2 separate regions of the Oryctolagus cuniculus genome follow, and region 2 is linked to region 1. Evidence: chromatin contacts called from public Micro-C data. All regions are on one chromosome and are shown on one strand. Each heading gives the region's core, a stretch centred on a gene start, on an enhancer-like site or on the middle of the called end of the contact. The rest is flanking DNA. Distances are from core to core; before and after follow the strand shown.

Region 1 (7,382 bases), core at 3,281-5,780:
AGCGTTCCCAGTTCTGCCGACCGCCAGTCTGCTCGGGTTCTCGTGTAGCTTTATTTCCACCCCGAGTTTCAAAATCAACTGTGAGGGGGGGCGTTGACCCCAGCGGGTCGGTGCCTGGTCTGACACCGCGCTTCGGGTGCTGCCTTCAGTATCCCGCCACTACAGACCTGGGGGGAGGGGGGAGGGGCAGTGGGATGGCCCAGGTGGCTGGATTCCTGCAGCCACATCAGAGACCTGGACCACATTCCCAAACCCCCGTTTGTGGATATCTAGTGGATTCTTTCTCTGCCTCTTAAAAAAAAAAAAAAAAAAAAAGACAACTGTACAGTATGTTGCATACAACAGCAGCAGTTCCAGAAGCTCAGGAAAGACAGTCCTCCAGCCCAGAGCACGCGAGGCTCTCTGCCAGCCGGCCGGCCTCGGACAGCGAGCTGGGGGGGGGGGGGGGGACAGCCCTGCGGCGCCGGCCGGAACAGCAATACCGTCTGTAGGTCAGCAGGAGGAACGGGCACAAAGGTCGCCTCAGCGGGACCTGCCTCTAAGGTGGTCCGATTTTCTGGCCAAAACACAGAAGACACTCGGTAAGGAAGTGTGTCGGGAAGTCCGCATGTCACACGCCTCCTGAGACACACCTAGAGCAGACAGTGCCGCGTAGTGCCGTCAGCACCGGCAAATGCGCACCTTCAGGCTGGCCTGTGCCGGTCCCGGGGCTCCATCAGAGACACAGAGGAGGCAGCCCAGGCACAAAATGATCTGCTAAGGGGGGAAAAGGTGCCACGCCCACCTGTGCCTACAAACCGCACAGAAGCCCGGGGAGGAAGGGAGGGAGACCGGGGCGGGCTTTTACACAGCACCTACTGTGTACCGCACTGGGCCAGGAGCTGCATGCACACTGAGTGACTTCAGGCCACGGCCGTCCTGTGAGTCCTGTGAGGGAGGCCCTACCCCTGCCTTCAGTCGACCAACCGCAATGTCCCGGGCTCAGAGAGCTGAAACCACTCGTACCAGGTCCTCACTACCGGGTGCGAGCTTGGGTCACACGTGGCTGCAAAGCCACCATCCCGGTGCCCTTCGGAGAAATCGGCTCAGGGCATCTGAGACCCCACTCCTAGATCTCTGCTTCTGTTCACAGCAGGTACCACAGTAAATAGCAGTTTTCAGGGCTGATGCTGTGGCGTAGTGGGTAAAGCTGCCGTCTGCAGTGCCAGCATCTCATGTGGGTGTAGTTCTAGACCCGGCTGCTCCACTTCTGATCCAGCTCCCTACTGATTGCCTGGGAAAGCAGTGGAGGATGGCCCAAGTGGTTGGGCCTCTGGACCCACATGGGAGACCCGGAAGAGGCACCTGGCTCCTGGCTTCGGATCAGCCCAGCTCTGGCCATTGCAGCCATTTAGGGAGTGAACCAATGGATGGAAGACCTCCCCCCACCCCACCCCTGCCTCTCCGTAATTCTGTCTTTAAAAAAAAATAAATAAACCTTTTAAAAAAATAACAGCTTTCATAAAATACACTCAGGGAGGAGAGCCAGAACTCACAAGCAGAGCCAGCAAGTGCTAAGGGGTCTATCTCACGCTACAGGTAATTACGGCCCCAACAGCAAGGCAGTTAGGAAAACGAGGGGCCGGGGGGTCAGAATGAGGAAGGGGAGAGGGTTGGAAAAACTGGCAAAGTTCATTTCCGAAGCCGGAGGCCTCGTCAGCTCAGACCACCTGCCAGGCCCCAGCTTGTGGGCCTTCCACACCCACCCTGGGCGGCCTGAGGCCGGACGGGCAACCGCTGTGCACCAGCAACAGGAGGCGCGGCCTCTGACCCCTCCTCCGCCCCCAGGGAGCTGAGCAGCCTCGCCCTGGTGTCAAGACGCCCCTCCTGCTAAAACAGGGGGCCCCGCCGCCCCAGCTCGTGGAGGAGTGCAGTCAAGCACCAGGGCCAGCAGTCGGAGGGCGGGAACACAGCCCGCGCGGCGCCCGGGTCGCCCTGTATTCGCTGCATCAGACACCTGCGCTTCCGCATACCAAAACCAGTGGCCGTTTCTACTGACCAGAAATGGAGCCACTGGTTCCTCTGGGAACAGCTCCCGGGCACGGATCGCACTGCTATCCAGGGCTTAAAAAAAACATCAGTGCTAGGGAGGCATCCCAACCAAGCGACCCCGGGCGGGGCTGAGTGAGAACCTGGGTGAGCAGCCTCACACCCCCGAGCCGGCCAGGGTCCAAACCCCACTCTGAGCGACTTGGAGCAAAGCCTCGGCTTCTTCCCGCCTCGCTGGCGCCCCACGCTCCCCACCCTGCCCCGGGCCCCCCAGCACCGGGCGCCCAGTGGGGGTTTGCCCAGCAGGACGCCCCAGCAGAAGCTCGGAGGGAGGGGAAAGGTTAGCGTACCGCTTCCCCCATCCCAACCTCTGCTGTGACACTGAGCGTGCACCAACGACCGAAGCTCTCAGCACATCTCGGGAGCTCTTTGCACACAACCATCGACGGGACCGGTCACTCCCTACACCCCCTCGGGGCTGGACACAACGTTTCCCAACCGGCAGACGGGGCAGCCCGGGCCAGGGGCGTTAAGCACTCCGCCCAAGCTACCAAAAGCGGGGCAAACCTCTGTCCCCCTTTCCGCGCCCGCGACCACCGTCTCAACCGCTATCTTCCCTCCCCCGCTGCGCTGGACCCCCGTTACCATGCCCACAGGAAAAGGACTCCATCCTAACAAGACCCAACTTTACCCGGGCGGTTCCGAGCGGCTCAAAGTACCGGCGGCCCGACCCGTCCTCGGCCTCCGGCGTGAAGCGGCGCTAGCACCGCTCCCGTCACCGAGCCTCCACCGGGCAACGCCTGCGAAGCACCAGGGCCGCAGGCGGCGATCCAGGACCGCAGCTGCGGGGATGCCCGGCGGCCTGCCGGCTTTCGCGACCGCGGGGCGGGCCGGGGCCCCGGAGCGAGGGCCCACCTGCTCCTCCAGCCGCTCGATCTCCAGCTGGTTCTTCTCGTCCTCTTCGTCGTACTCCCATTCGTACTCCCCGGGGGAGCTCTCCGCCGAGGAGGCCATGGCGTACTCCTCATCCCCATCGCTCTCGCTCATGCCTTCCTCTTGCGGCTGGTCCCACCCTGGCCCCATGGTCTTGGACGTCGCAGCGGCCACAGCCCGCGACAACACCTTCCTCCTCGTCCTGGCCGCCTTGACCTCATCCTCCTCTCCCTCGGCCTGGGGCCCGGCCTGGGGCTCGGCCTCGGGTTCCGAAGCCGAAGATGCAGCCGCCGTCGCCATCTTGCGCTTCAGGGACTCCCGGGTCTTCCCTCGGCCGCCGAAGACCCGGCTGAGGGCGAGGCTGCCCGCGGCGCGCGCCTGACCAAAACCCCCGCTTTCTTGCCACCGAAAGGGAAACTGGGAGCCTCAGAGGACAAGAAAACAGACAAAAGTACGCAGTTCGTATTATTTTAATATACTTTCAGAAACCTCCGGCGAAGAAAAGGCTCCTTAATATGACAGGTCTTCCGGCACAACTCCGGACAGAAGTTGGGTCTTTGGACAGGAAGTGGCGGCCATAGAGGAAGTCGTGGAGTGAGCGTGGTGTCTGCAGTGACGGGCTTGGCGCCATCTTGAGAAGGTCAAAGGATTCCTGTAAATAAATGTTTTCTTAAAGCCTAGCCGGACTCGGAGCGGAGCTCGGTCTCCCAGCAACTGAGGCTCAAACGCTAAGAAAACAAATCCTCCGGGAAGGATCGACTGCACCATTCACGGGACAAACTCACTTCCCTAAGAGAGCCTCCCTTTCTATGCAATGCCTCGTACCTGGTAGACGTTAAGTGTTTGAATTTTCCAATTTTATCACATCGCCTTATGCAAGCCAGCATCAATAGAGTCCATGAATAAACATGTCTTTAGTGGCTCCTCATTGCCATGCCTTGTCCTATAAATTAGGAGTTTGCTGTTCTGTAAGGAGATCTCAACAGAGATACAATCTAGACATTGTTTGGAAAATAAGGGATTGGTGTTTGATTCCTCCTTAAGAAGCGTCCCATTTTTGAGGTAGGGAAATATTGGTGTGTGTGCGTGTGTGTTCATTCACTGCCTTTCTCCCTCATTACCAAGCGTAAAGGGACCAGAACGGTGGGGTTTGCTTTCCGTGCAAATCCTCCACTCTGTCTAGCGCCGGCACTTAATATGTATTTGCCGCGTGGCTAAAACAATTGTCCTAGAATTACCACGGATTACGCTTGGTGAACTGGCACCAGCCGCCCAGGGCGCACAGCCGGGGAGGGGCGGATCCCGGAGCTGGGGTCACCAATTGTCCCCACTGAGCCTAGGTCTCCGCGCGAGCACTCTGAGCCTCAATGGCGCACTGCAAAGTTGTACCGGGTCCGCCTCTAGAATGCGGCCTTGCACCCTCTCAGCCCGGCCGCCGCGGAATCCCCAGACCCCAACCCAGACCCCAACGCCCCGCAGCAAGCCCTCCCGCGCTTCCCACGCCCCGCCCCCGAGGGGCGTGGCCAAGGCGAGGCCACAGCGCGGACGCGCGCACGGAGTGGGCGGGCGCAGGCGCGCTGACGTCAGCCCGACTCGCACGCGCGCGCGCGCCCCGCCCCTCGGCGTCGCTCTGGGGCGGCTCAGGGGCTCGCCGGAGAGATGGCGGCGGCTGGAGCTGGCCGTCTGCGGAGAGCGGCGTCGGCCCTGCTGCTGCGGAGCCCGCGCCTGCCCGCCCGGGAGCTGTCCGCTCCGGCCCGGCTCTATCACAAGAAGGTAGGGGCGAGCCTAGGGGTGCGCGAGCGGCCGAGGGCACCCAGGCGTCCCCGGATCCCAGCCGACACTTCCGTCCACGGCAGGTGGAAGTGGCCGAGGCAGCAGGGGCCATCGGCGCCCGCTCCTCCGCCCACTTCCCCTCGCTGCGCGGTGACGGGAACGGCTGATGGATAAACGCAGCTCAGCAGGCGGCTCCCGGTTGCTTCCCCTCCGTTGCCCACGGCCCTGGGCGGGGATCCTGTGCGCTTGGCCTTCGGAGTCGAGGACACACACAGCCCGGCGCGGGCTCGGGCCACTGCCCGGGCCAGGTGACCTTGGGCCAGTCGCCGCCGCACTCCGACCCTGTTCCCGCGGCTCCCCAGCAGGAGAGAGTGAGCGTGGGGTCCTAGGCACGCGCTGTCGCGGTGGCGGGGTCGCTGCACCTGCTCGGGGTTCGCTTTTGCCTCTTGGCGAGGGAGGGAGAGCGAGCCGTGGCTGACAGCCGCTGGCCGCGTCCCCGGGGGCGTAAAGACCCCGACGTGTGCGCCTGCCTCTGTAGGGAAGCAGCTAAAAACCACGCAGTAACTCAGAACGGAGTCTGGAGTAGACGTGGTTCTCTCGGGAGGCCTCGGGTGGGATGTGGGGCGGGGGCTGGCTGCTTCGTGGGCTCGGGGCTCCGGTGGCATTTTGTTGACATTTTGTGCAGAAGGGACGCGGGCTCGCGCTAGGGGGCGCGGCTGCTCCGGGTGATGGCATTGCCCGGCGCTGTTTTGTTTATTATTATTTTAGCACCTCTGGTAGATAGCATTGTGCGTTCTGCAGCGGCCCCCCCCCCCCCCCGGAGGCTTCCGAGAAAGCCTTGTGGCCCTGGGCTATGAGTGGTGTTTTTTACAGTTTTGAATGGTGATCCGTCTCCTTGGAGAGTGGATTTTATTGGGGGGAAGAGGAGCCTGTGACACAGAGGGCCCTCGTTGATGCGAATGTAGGCTCTCTCTCTCCCCCACGGGAGACGTGTTCAGTGGGCGCCTGCCCGGGGCGGGGTGCTGACGTCATGGGGAGAACGTGGCGATTTCCCGACTTTCTCATTTCAGGTTGTGGATCACTATGAAAACCCCAGAAACGTGGGGTCCCTTGACAAGACGTCCAAAAATGTCGGCACTGGCCTCGTGGGGGCCCCCGCTTGTGGGGATGTCATGAAGTTGCAGGTACGGGTCCGGACGGGCCGGGCAGCTCCCCGCTCTCGCCGCGTTCCGTTTGGTTCTGGGAGGAGGCCTGTCGTAACGGATTGAGCAGGGACTCCTTCCTACTGCTGTCCTGCAGTGCAGATCTTTTCTGGAGGAGGGAGCTGACTTCACGTTCCACCTCGCTGCGTCAGCCTAGACTCCAAGTTAGCCAGCTGGAAGGGTCTGTGAATTTTGCTGATCCAAGGGAAACCGTGTGCCCAAATCGGAAGCGTCCTGCAGGCAGCCGCTGGCACTTGGGTTACAGCAGCTGTACCCTGGACCTCCCTCCTCATGGGCTGGGAAGCCCACCAGAGACCTCACATGCCTAGGAACACAGAGACAGGGCAGGAGGGGGCCCCTCAGTGCAGTGGGTGCCCGCAGGAGACTCGCACTGGAAACCCTCTGCTGTCTGGAGCAGCAGCTGCCCAGCAGCGGTGGGCCGACTTCCTCCCAGCCCCGAGCAGGCCGGGGCGGCAGCGAGGCCTGGGCGCTGGCCCCGGCAGCCCCTGCGTCATCCCTGGTCTCGGAAGCAGCCGGTACCCAGCACCTTCACTCGCAGCGTGGACGGCGAGCCCGGAGCTCTGGGGGAGACCCGGGAGTCACCTCCTCTCTCTTTCCTCCAGATCCAGGTGGATGAGAAGGGGAAGATTGTGGACGCCCGGTTTAAGACCTTCGGCTGCGGCTCTGCGATCGCCTCCAGCTCCTTAGCCACCGAGTGGGTGAAAGGGAAGACGGTAAGGCTGGGGCTCCTTGGCCCTCTGGCAGCACCGCCTGCAGCCTGCCTCTCGGAGGGGCAGGTGTGGCCGAGAGGAACAACACGTCACGAGGTCATTCGCAAATGCTACCCGCACAGTGTTATTTCAGTCCCCCCTCCCTAAAGGTTGACCCCAGCCTGCTCCACACTGTGTCGGGCGGTGTGTGGATGTTTTGTTGTTGATCACTTTTCCCTGGGTGTTTGGGGGCTGTATCGGCTGTCAACATCACTGCGGCAAAAAAAAATCCAGGACTAGCTACTTAGGAAGAGAAGAGAGGTTGATTTTGCCTCCAGTCTGCAGGTCCAGGTCCAGGGCTGGGCAGCCCCACGGAGCCAGCCATGTGGTGCGGCAGGAGCAGGGCAGTGGTGCTCGGAGGCCGCCTCACACTGAGCCAGGAAGCAGAGGGCGTGGCTGGGCCAGCTGGGCTTTTGCTGCCAACCCTTGTGAGCACCACCTCCAGGGCACGGCCCCAGGGACCCAAGGAGGAAGGGCCTCCTGCTGGTGCCACCGCCTAAGCCCCATAGCGGCAGGAGTAAGGACTCGGAAACACAGGGGGTGAGGGCAGGGTCAGCCCCGGGAGCAGTGGTGCGGTGGCTGCCGCAGGCTTCCGGGAGAGGTGAGGAGGGCTGGCGCACCTCCTCCCTCCTCTCTGCAAAGCCCCCTTCCCCAGCGGCCGCAGCGGGGGGAGGGC
Region 2 (7,382 bases), core at 3,071-5,570, 160 kb after region 1:
GGCACTGGGTTCAGCGCTGCACTTGCACCGTCTGGTCTCCTCCGCCAAACTCCATCAAGGGGATGCAAAGCTTCCGAGGTAAAAGTTAAACAGCCTACACTGAGCCCTCAGACTGCCTGAGTTTTAATCTTGGCTGAGTCACATACCAGTGCATGGCCTAACTTCTGCGTGCCACACCTCCCTCATCTACAAGACGGGGATGTGATGGGACCAGCTTCCCGTGGCTGCTGTGAGAACTCAGTGCACGAAGGGATGCAAAGTGCTTAAAAAAAAAAAAGATTTATTTATTTATTTGAAAGGCAGAGTTACAGATAGGCAGTGAGGGGAGGGGGTCTTCCATCCACTGGTTCACTCCCCAGATGGCCACAATAGCCACAGCTTTGCTCTGATCTGAAGCCAGGAACCTGGAGCTTCCTCCAGGTCTTCCCACATGGGTGCAGGGGCCCAAGGACTTGTGCCATCTTCTACTGCTTCTGCAGGCCATAGCAGGGAGCTGGATGGGAAGTGGAGCAGCCGGGACTTGAACTGGAGCCCATATGGGATGCCAGCACTGCAGGCGGCAGCTTTACCTGCTACGCCACAGTGTCAGCTAGCTCTCAACGGGGCTGACTGGCATCAGTAGTGCTCTTGCACAGAAGAGGACTCTGGACCCAAAGGGGTGAGCGTGTTGATCAGTTTTTTTTGGTTTTTTTTTTTTTTTTTTGGACAGGCAGAGTGGACAGTGAGAGAGAGAGACAGAGAGAAAGGTCTTCCTTTTGCCGTTGGTTCACCCTCCAATGGCTGCCGCGGCCGGCGCACCGCGCTGATCCGATGGCAGGAGCCAGGTGCTTCTCCTGATCTCCCATGGGGCGCAGGGCCCAAGCACTTGGGCCATCCTCCACTGCACTCCCTGGCCACAGCAGAGAGCTGGCCTGGAAGGGGGGCAACCGGGACAGAATCCAGCGCCCCGACCGGGACTAGAACCCGGTGTGCCGGCGCCGCTAGGCGGAGGATTAGCCTATTGGGCCGCGGCGCCGGCCCGATCAGTTTCATCTAGCAAAGTCAACCATGGAGTGAATTCTGGATCCTGGTCTGACAATCTCAATCTCTCTCTTCTCTCTCTCTCTGCCCCCACCGAAGACTTATTTATAGGGCCAGTGCTGTGGCATAGAGTAAAGCCACTGCCTGCAGTGCCGCATCTCACATGAGCACTAGTTCAAGTCCCAGCTACTCCACTTCCGATCCAGCTCTCTGCTAATGCACCTGGGAAAGTAGCAGAAGATGGCCCAAGTGCTTGGGCTCCTGTGCCCATGTGGGAGACCTGGAAGAAGCTCCTGGCTCCTGGCTTCAGATGGGCCCAGCTCTGGCCGTTGTGGCCATTTGGGGAGTGAACCGGCAGATGGAAGACCTCTCTGTTTGTCTCTTCCCCCCTCTCTCTGTCACTCTGCCTTTCAAATACATAAATAAATCTTTACAAAATTTTTTTTAAAAAAAGACTTATTTGAAAGGGAGAGTGAGAGAGAGAAAGAGAGAGAGAGAGAGAGACATGGGAAAGGAAGGGAGGGAGGGAGGGAGGGCGTATTCCTATTCGTTGATTTCCTCCTCGAATGACCACAACAGCCAGGGTTCGACCAGGCCGTGAGTAATTGACACTGCCGAAAAGGAAACCACAGATAAGAGGGGACTGCTGTATTCTAGATGACAGGTTTTAAGAGCCTTCTGGCCTTTGATCTCGGGTCATCTCGGGTCTACATCCGTGAAACATATCACCCACACACACTGGCTTAAAATCGCAAATTCATTTACCACCATCTGTGTGCCCAGAGTTTGGGAGCAGCCTACCTGTGTGGTTCTGGCACTGGGTCCCTCCTGAGAGACCAGCGCTGAAGTCAGCCGTAGTCCTGACCCGGCCCCTCCTTCCACTTCCGCGGCAGCTCCCTCCACGTGGCTGCCGAGCCGGCCTGGCTGTTGGCCGGAGGCTTTGGTTCCTCACCAGGGGGGCGTCTCTGCAGGCTGTGGGAGCATCCTCGGGACCTGGCAGCCGGCTGTCCCTGTTTAAGGAATTCCAGGGATCAAGGGGGAAGCTGTGGTGTCTTTTGTGACCTAGCCTAGAAAGTCACTTCCACCAAGTCCTATTGTCTGCCCCAACTCGGCGTGGATGGTTCCTGTATAAGGACACTATCCCGTCCAGTCTGGGCTGCTGCAACTGGTGGCTGTAAACTGGTGGCTGAAACAATGCACATTTACTTCTCAGCGATGTGGAGCCTGGAAGGCTGAGATCTGGGGCCAGCATGGTGGGGCTGTGGGAGGGCACCCTTCCTGGTATATAGATGCCTGCATTTTTGTTGTGTCCTTACGTGGTGGGGGGGCAGGGAGAGTTCCTTCTGGTCTCTTCAGTCTCTATTTTTAAAAAAGACTTATTTATTTGTTTGAAAGGTAGAGAGAGAGAGAGAGAGAGAGAGAGAAACTCTTCTATCCATTGCCAGAGCTGTGCTTATCTGAAGCCGGGACCCAGGAACTTCCTTTGGGTCTCCTACGGGTGCAGGGAACCAAGCACTTGGGCCATCTTCCACTGCTTTCCCAGGCCATTAGCAGAGAGCTGGGTTGGAAATGGAGCAGCCGGGACTTGAACCGGTGCCCATATGGGATGCCAGCACTGCAGGCAGAAGCTTAACCTACTGTGTCACACCACCAGCCCCAGGTTAAATTTTTTAAAATATTTATTTATTTGAAAGGCAGAGAAACAGAGACAGTAAGAGAGAGAGATCTTCTATCTACTGGTTCATTTCCTAAACACGTGCAACAGCAGGTGCTAAACCAGGATAAAGTCAGGAGCCTGGAACTCAATCCAGGTCTCCCTCGTGGGTGTCAGGGAGTCAGTCACTCGAGCCATCACCTGCTGCTCCCTAGGGTACACATTAGCAAGGCTTAGGAGAGGAGCAAGGCTGGGACTTGAACATGGGCAGTGCAGTGTGGGATCCACCCCAAGCAAGTGTTCAGATTAAATAGCCATCTCTTCTGAGTCAGGGGGAGGGGCTTCCTGGAAGAGGGGGCTCTGGAACACTGTCTTCCAGTGGGCCATCTGGGTAAATCATTTCGCTTCTCAGTCTGTTCATCGGCAAGGCCACCTTGTCCAGTTTGGCACATTCGTAGTTGCTGTCACAGTCCCAGCTGCGGCCAGTGGGCAGGGAGGGAAGGGCGAGTGGATGCTGCCAAAGGCCAGGTTTTGGGAGAGGACAGGTAGAGGGGGCCAGAGACCCTCAGAGCCCAGGAACGTGGCCAACCAGGGACAAGAATGCGCACAGGCTGCAGACGGGGTGTGGCCTCAGGGAGGCTAGATCCAAACTGTGACCTCAGCTGGGCCGGGGCCTCCAGCAGGAGCGAGGTCAGGCCCGGGGCACGGGGCCTGAGCAGGGGGACTCCCGGGTTAGAGCCTGAGTGAATGAATGCGTGGAACTGATTTATTTGAAAGGCCGCAAAATGGAACCAGAGAGACAGACAGCTCCGCCCGCCGGCTCAGTCCCCACAAATACCTTCAACAACTGCGGCTGGACCAGGCTGAAGTCAAGAGCTGGGAACTCAGTCCTTGCCTCCCACAAGGGCAGCAGCATGTACTTGAACCATCACCTGCTGCCTCCAGGGTGCACATTAGCAGGAAGCTGGAGTCAGAAGCAGAGCCAGGACTTGAACCCAAGTGTGCTGTTAGGGGATGTGGGCTTTCCAAGTGACGTCTTAACACCTGTGCCAAATGCCTGTCCCCTCCCACTCCACTCCCCCTACCCCGGCTTTGACCTTTAGCATCCGTGTAACGTGGGTTCAACTCCTAAGACATGTCTTAAGCAGGCGATGTCACCTCTTGGAGTCTCAGTTTCTCTTAAGAAAATGTGTCACCAACAGGAGGGGCCTTCAAGAAGTTCATGGACATTTCAGAATTCAAAGATACGCTTATTTTGGTGCAAAACCATTTTTGAAATCGATCCATAGGTCTGCAGGGTCTTCAAAAAGTTCACAGAAAATGTCACTATGAAAAGGCTGGGGGTTTCTACCTTTTTTTTTTTTTTCAGTATCTTTCATCTTTCTAGATTTTTGTTTCTTTATCTTTTTAATTTCTTGTATTTCTGGGTATGTTTCAATTCCATTTTCTCCCCAACTTGTTGAAGTACTCTCATACCTGCATCACCAGCTTGTCAGACAGAATCACGTCATCTGGCATTTATTGCATTTAGCTCAGGAATACTGCCCCTGTGTGTACGGATAGCAAAAGGCACGGGCCCCAGCTGGGCTCCGCCCGGGTCAGCGGCACGCCTCACATCACATGTTCTGGTTAGGACGCCTGGGTTTTACTCTCTCATCAGGAAAAGCAGTAACAACATCCGGAAAAGCAAATCCCATCTGGGGAGCAGGGTGGGGCCTGGGGCCGTTCTGTGGGCCTGGCTAGGAGCTTAGATCAAGAAAGAGAATCTGGAGCGGGGGGCCTGTCCTGCCAGGGCTGTGCGCAGGGGTCCCCTCTCGGGACCTCCACACAGAGCCTCAAGAATTAGGGCACCTGCCCCCGTGGGAAACCGGCCAGAGCTGCAAGGCCAGCTCGCTCCCCAGCTAGAACATACGTGCGTGTGCATGCGTGTGAGTGCATGAGAGCCGGGGGAAGTTTCCCAAACCTCTGCCCAGCTCCGGGCTTTGCTCAGCGTGGAGTGCTCTCCGGCCCCGTCCCTGGTGCCCAGCCCACCCAGGCCCTTGCCCGTCCACGGCCCTGCTGCCAGCCGCCAGCCCCAGCCGTCTGTTGTGGCAGATGTTTTTGGCTGTGCCATGGCAACGCCAGAACAGGATGTACCTCTGGGCCGCAGCAGGGACGAGCCCACGTGCACAGGCCGCCCGTGCGGTCCCCTCCCTGGAGGCTTTGCTGGGAAGGGCTGATCGGGTCCAGGTCTGGGACTGGTGGTGTTTGTGTCTGGAGAGAGGCAGGCCCGTCTCTGCCACGGGGTCAGTGGAGGACGCACCGGCAAACACCAGCCGAAGCCTCCTTCTCAAAGGGCTTGTACTCGCATCCTGCGGCCCTTCCCGGAGATGCTGGGGGAGCAGGACAGGAAGCCAGCCGGGGCCTGTCGGGGGCGGCTGGCCAAGGTCTTCCCCACTGCTCGGGCGACTACGCACATTGGGCCTGCCCTGTGCCGGGACTGGACTAAGTGCTTTCTGTAGGAAACAACACTAAAACTCCGGGGTATCTGCGTTGTGCTAACTGTACAGCGCTCACCTTCCAGCCAGGGCCGCGAGGTTCGTCCTGGTTTTCAAGGGAGGAAATGGAGACACAGAGATTAGATCACTTGTCCTGGGCTTCCGCGTGCATGTGCTAGGGGCTAGGGTTGGGACTCAGAGGTGTCTAAAACCCTCGATCCAACCGCGATACTGCCAAGGCCTGCTGTATCATCTGCTAGGCCCAGTGCACAGTGAGGAGGCTGAGCCCACTGAGGAATTACAAGGGGCTTTCTTTTATGTATATAAACAATATTTATCTGTTTGAAAGGGAGAGCGAGAGAGAGTTTTCCTGTCCGCTGGTTCCCTTGCCAACAGCTGGGGCTGGGCTGGGCCAGGCCCAAATCAGGAGCCAGCAACTCTCTCTAGGTCTCCCACACGGTGGCAGGAACTCAAGCACTTGGGCTGCCCCCTGCTGCCTACCAGGTACCACAGCAGGAAGCTGGACTGGAAGCCAGGAGTAGCCAGGATGCGATCTAGGCTCGAGGGAAGAACCGTAACGGACGATGTGACATAGGCGCTCCCCCAAACTCAGGATTCTTGCATACACAGATGCCTGGTGGTGTGACCCCAGGGTCTAGCCCCAGCATACTAGGCTCTGGCTGGGAGTCCCAAAGAGACGGAGACACGGCCCCTGCCCCAGGGCAACCGGCTCAGGCAGTCCCTGGTGTTCCCACCCTCCAAGCCTTGATGAGGGAGCAGGGACTGTGGCATGGCATGTGTCACGCACTGTCAGCGCTGCACCTAGCACACTGGGGCGATCTTCTTCGTCCCTTCCTTGCTGTGTGGACCTGACCCTTATCCCTTAACTTCTCCGAGGATCTCTAAAAGTCACATCTGCTATGATGACCAACTCGGAAACATCCAGCCGGTCCTTGGGGTCTGTGGATTCCATCAACTGCAGATGGAAAAACACTAAAAAAAAAAACAAAAAAAAAAACAAAAAAAAAAAACTTCATGTGTTTTTGGGTCATTATTCCCTAAACATGATAGAGAATTTATAGTTTTCACTTGACAGGCAGTTAGACAGTGAAAGAGAGAGAGAGAGAGACAGACAGACAGAGAGAAAGGTCTTCCTTCTGTTGTTTCACCCCCCCAAATGGCCGCTACGGCCGGAGCTACGCTGATCTGAAGCCAGGAGCCAGGTGCTTCCTCCTGGTCTCCCATGCGGGTGCAGGGCCCAAGGACTTGGGCCATCCTCCACTGCCTTCCCGGGCCACAGCAGAGAGCTGGACTGGAAGAAGAGCAACTGGGACTAGAACCCAGCACCCATATGGGATACCGGCGCCGCAGGTGGAGGATTAGCCAAGTGAGCCATGCGCCGGCCCGAGAGAATTTATATTGTATTAGATAGCACTCTAGAGACAATTCAAAATATGTGGGAAAGGGCTTCCACTTGAGATGCGTGCATTCCATATCGGAATGCCTGGGTTTGAATCCCAGCTCGGATCCCAGCTGCTTCCAGCTTCCTGCTCGTGCACACCCTGGGGGGCAGCCCTGACGAAGTAAGTGGTTGGGTCCCTGCCTCCCATGGGAGACCAGGATGGAGTTCCTGGCTCCCCGCTTTGGCCTAGCTCAGCCCTGGCTGTTGTGGGCATTTGGAGAGAGACCCAGCATATGGAAGATCTGTCTCTCAAATAAAATAAACAAGACTTCACAAATAAGTGTTTGGGAGGCTGTGAGTTACGTGCCAACACCACGGCATTTTATGTAACAGCCTTGAGCATCGTAACGGGGACAACCTTCTGTCAACCCCTTGCAGCGAGTTCTCAGTTTATTTCCCTTCCTCCCTCTCCTCTCCTCATCCCTGCCAGCACCGCCAACAGCAGCCAGCGCTTAGTCAGCACGTACTGTGCGCCAGGCGAAAGGGGTTTGCATTCACCATCAGTTAGCTCTCAAATGATCAGTGCCACGAGGCTCGGACGATGCTGTGGTTCCAGAACCAGAGGCGCTCCCCAAGGCAGCACAGCACTTCCGGGAGGGTCTGCTTCAGCGGCCGGCGCCCGCACACCCTCTCCTGGGTCGGAGGCCGCTGCTGTCAGTGGCGCCCTTCCACTTGCTGGGAAGAGTTTACAAGGAAAGGAATTCCAGGCTGACACCGGACTCTTTGACAAGCAGACTTCGGGAGGCATGAGCACTTTCCCTTTAAAGGC

The links. Hi-C and Micro-C count contacts between places; a contact is called where the count stands out from the background.
Region 2: a contact with region 1 is called in a Micro-C map of ear pinna, with 2.4 times the contacts expected there. The contact joins the enhancer-like site here to the promoter of ISCU in region 1. A contact is called at or near these places in 2 of 6 Hi-C or Micro-C datasets (ear pinna and an unstated tissue).

The regions. Positions count from the first base shown.
Region 1 is chr21:17,761,146-17,768,527 of mOryCun1.1, forward strand. ISCU (iron-sulfur cluster assembly enzyme) reads left to right here and starts at 4,531. Exons shown (of 5, transcript XM_002722120.5): 1 at 4,531-4,734; 2 at 5,805-5,918; 3 at 6,560-6,670. The coding sequence starts at 4,621. It overlaps SART3 (spliceosome associated factor 3, U4/U6 recycling protein), which reads right to left and starts at 3,295. Exons shown (of 19, transcript XM_017338061.3): 1 at 2,944-3,295. The coding sequence starts at 3,261.
Region 2 is chr21:17,919,766-17,927,147 of mOryCun1.1, forward strand. No RefSeq gene overlaps it. Among named protein-coding and RNA genes, the nearest start is that of CORO1C, 24 kb to the left of the region's middle. Within about 2 kb of position 4,321, at least 4 of the 8 cell types and tissues checked have an H3K27ac peak or open chromatin away from gene starts, as enhancers often do. A contact at or near this core is called in ear pinna, where this site is marked.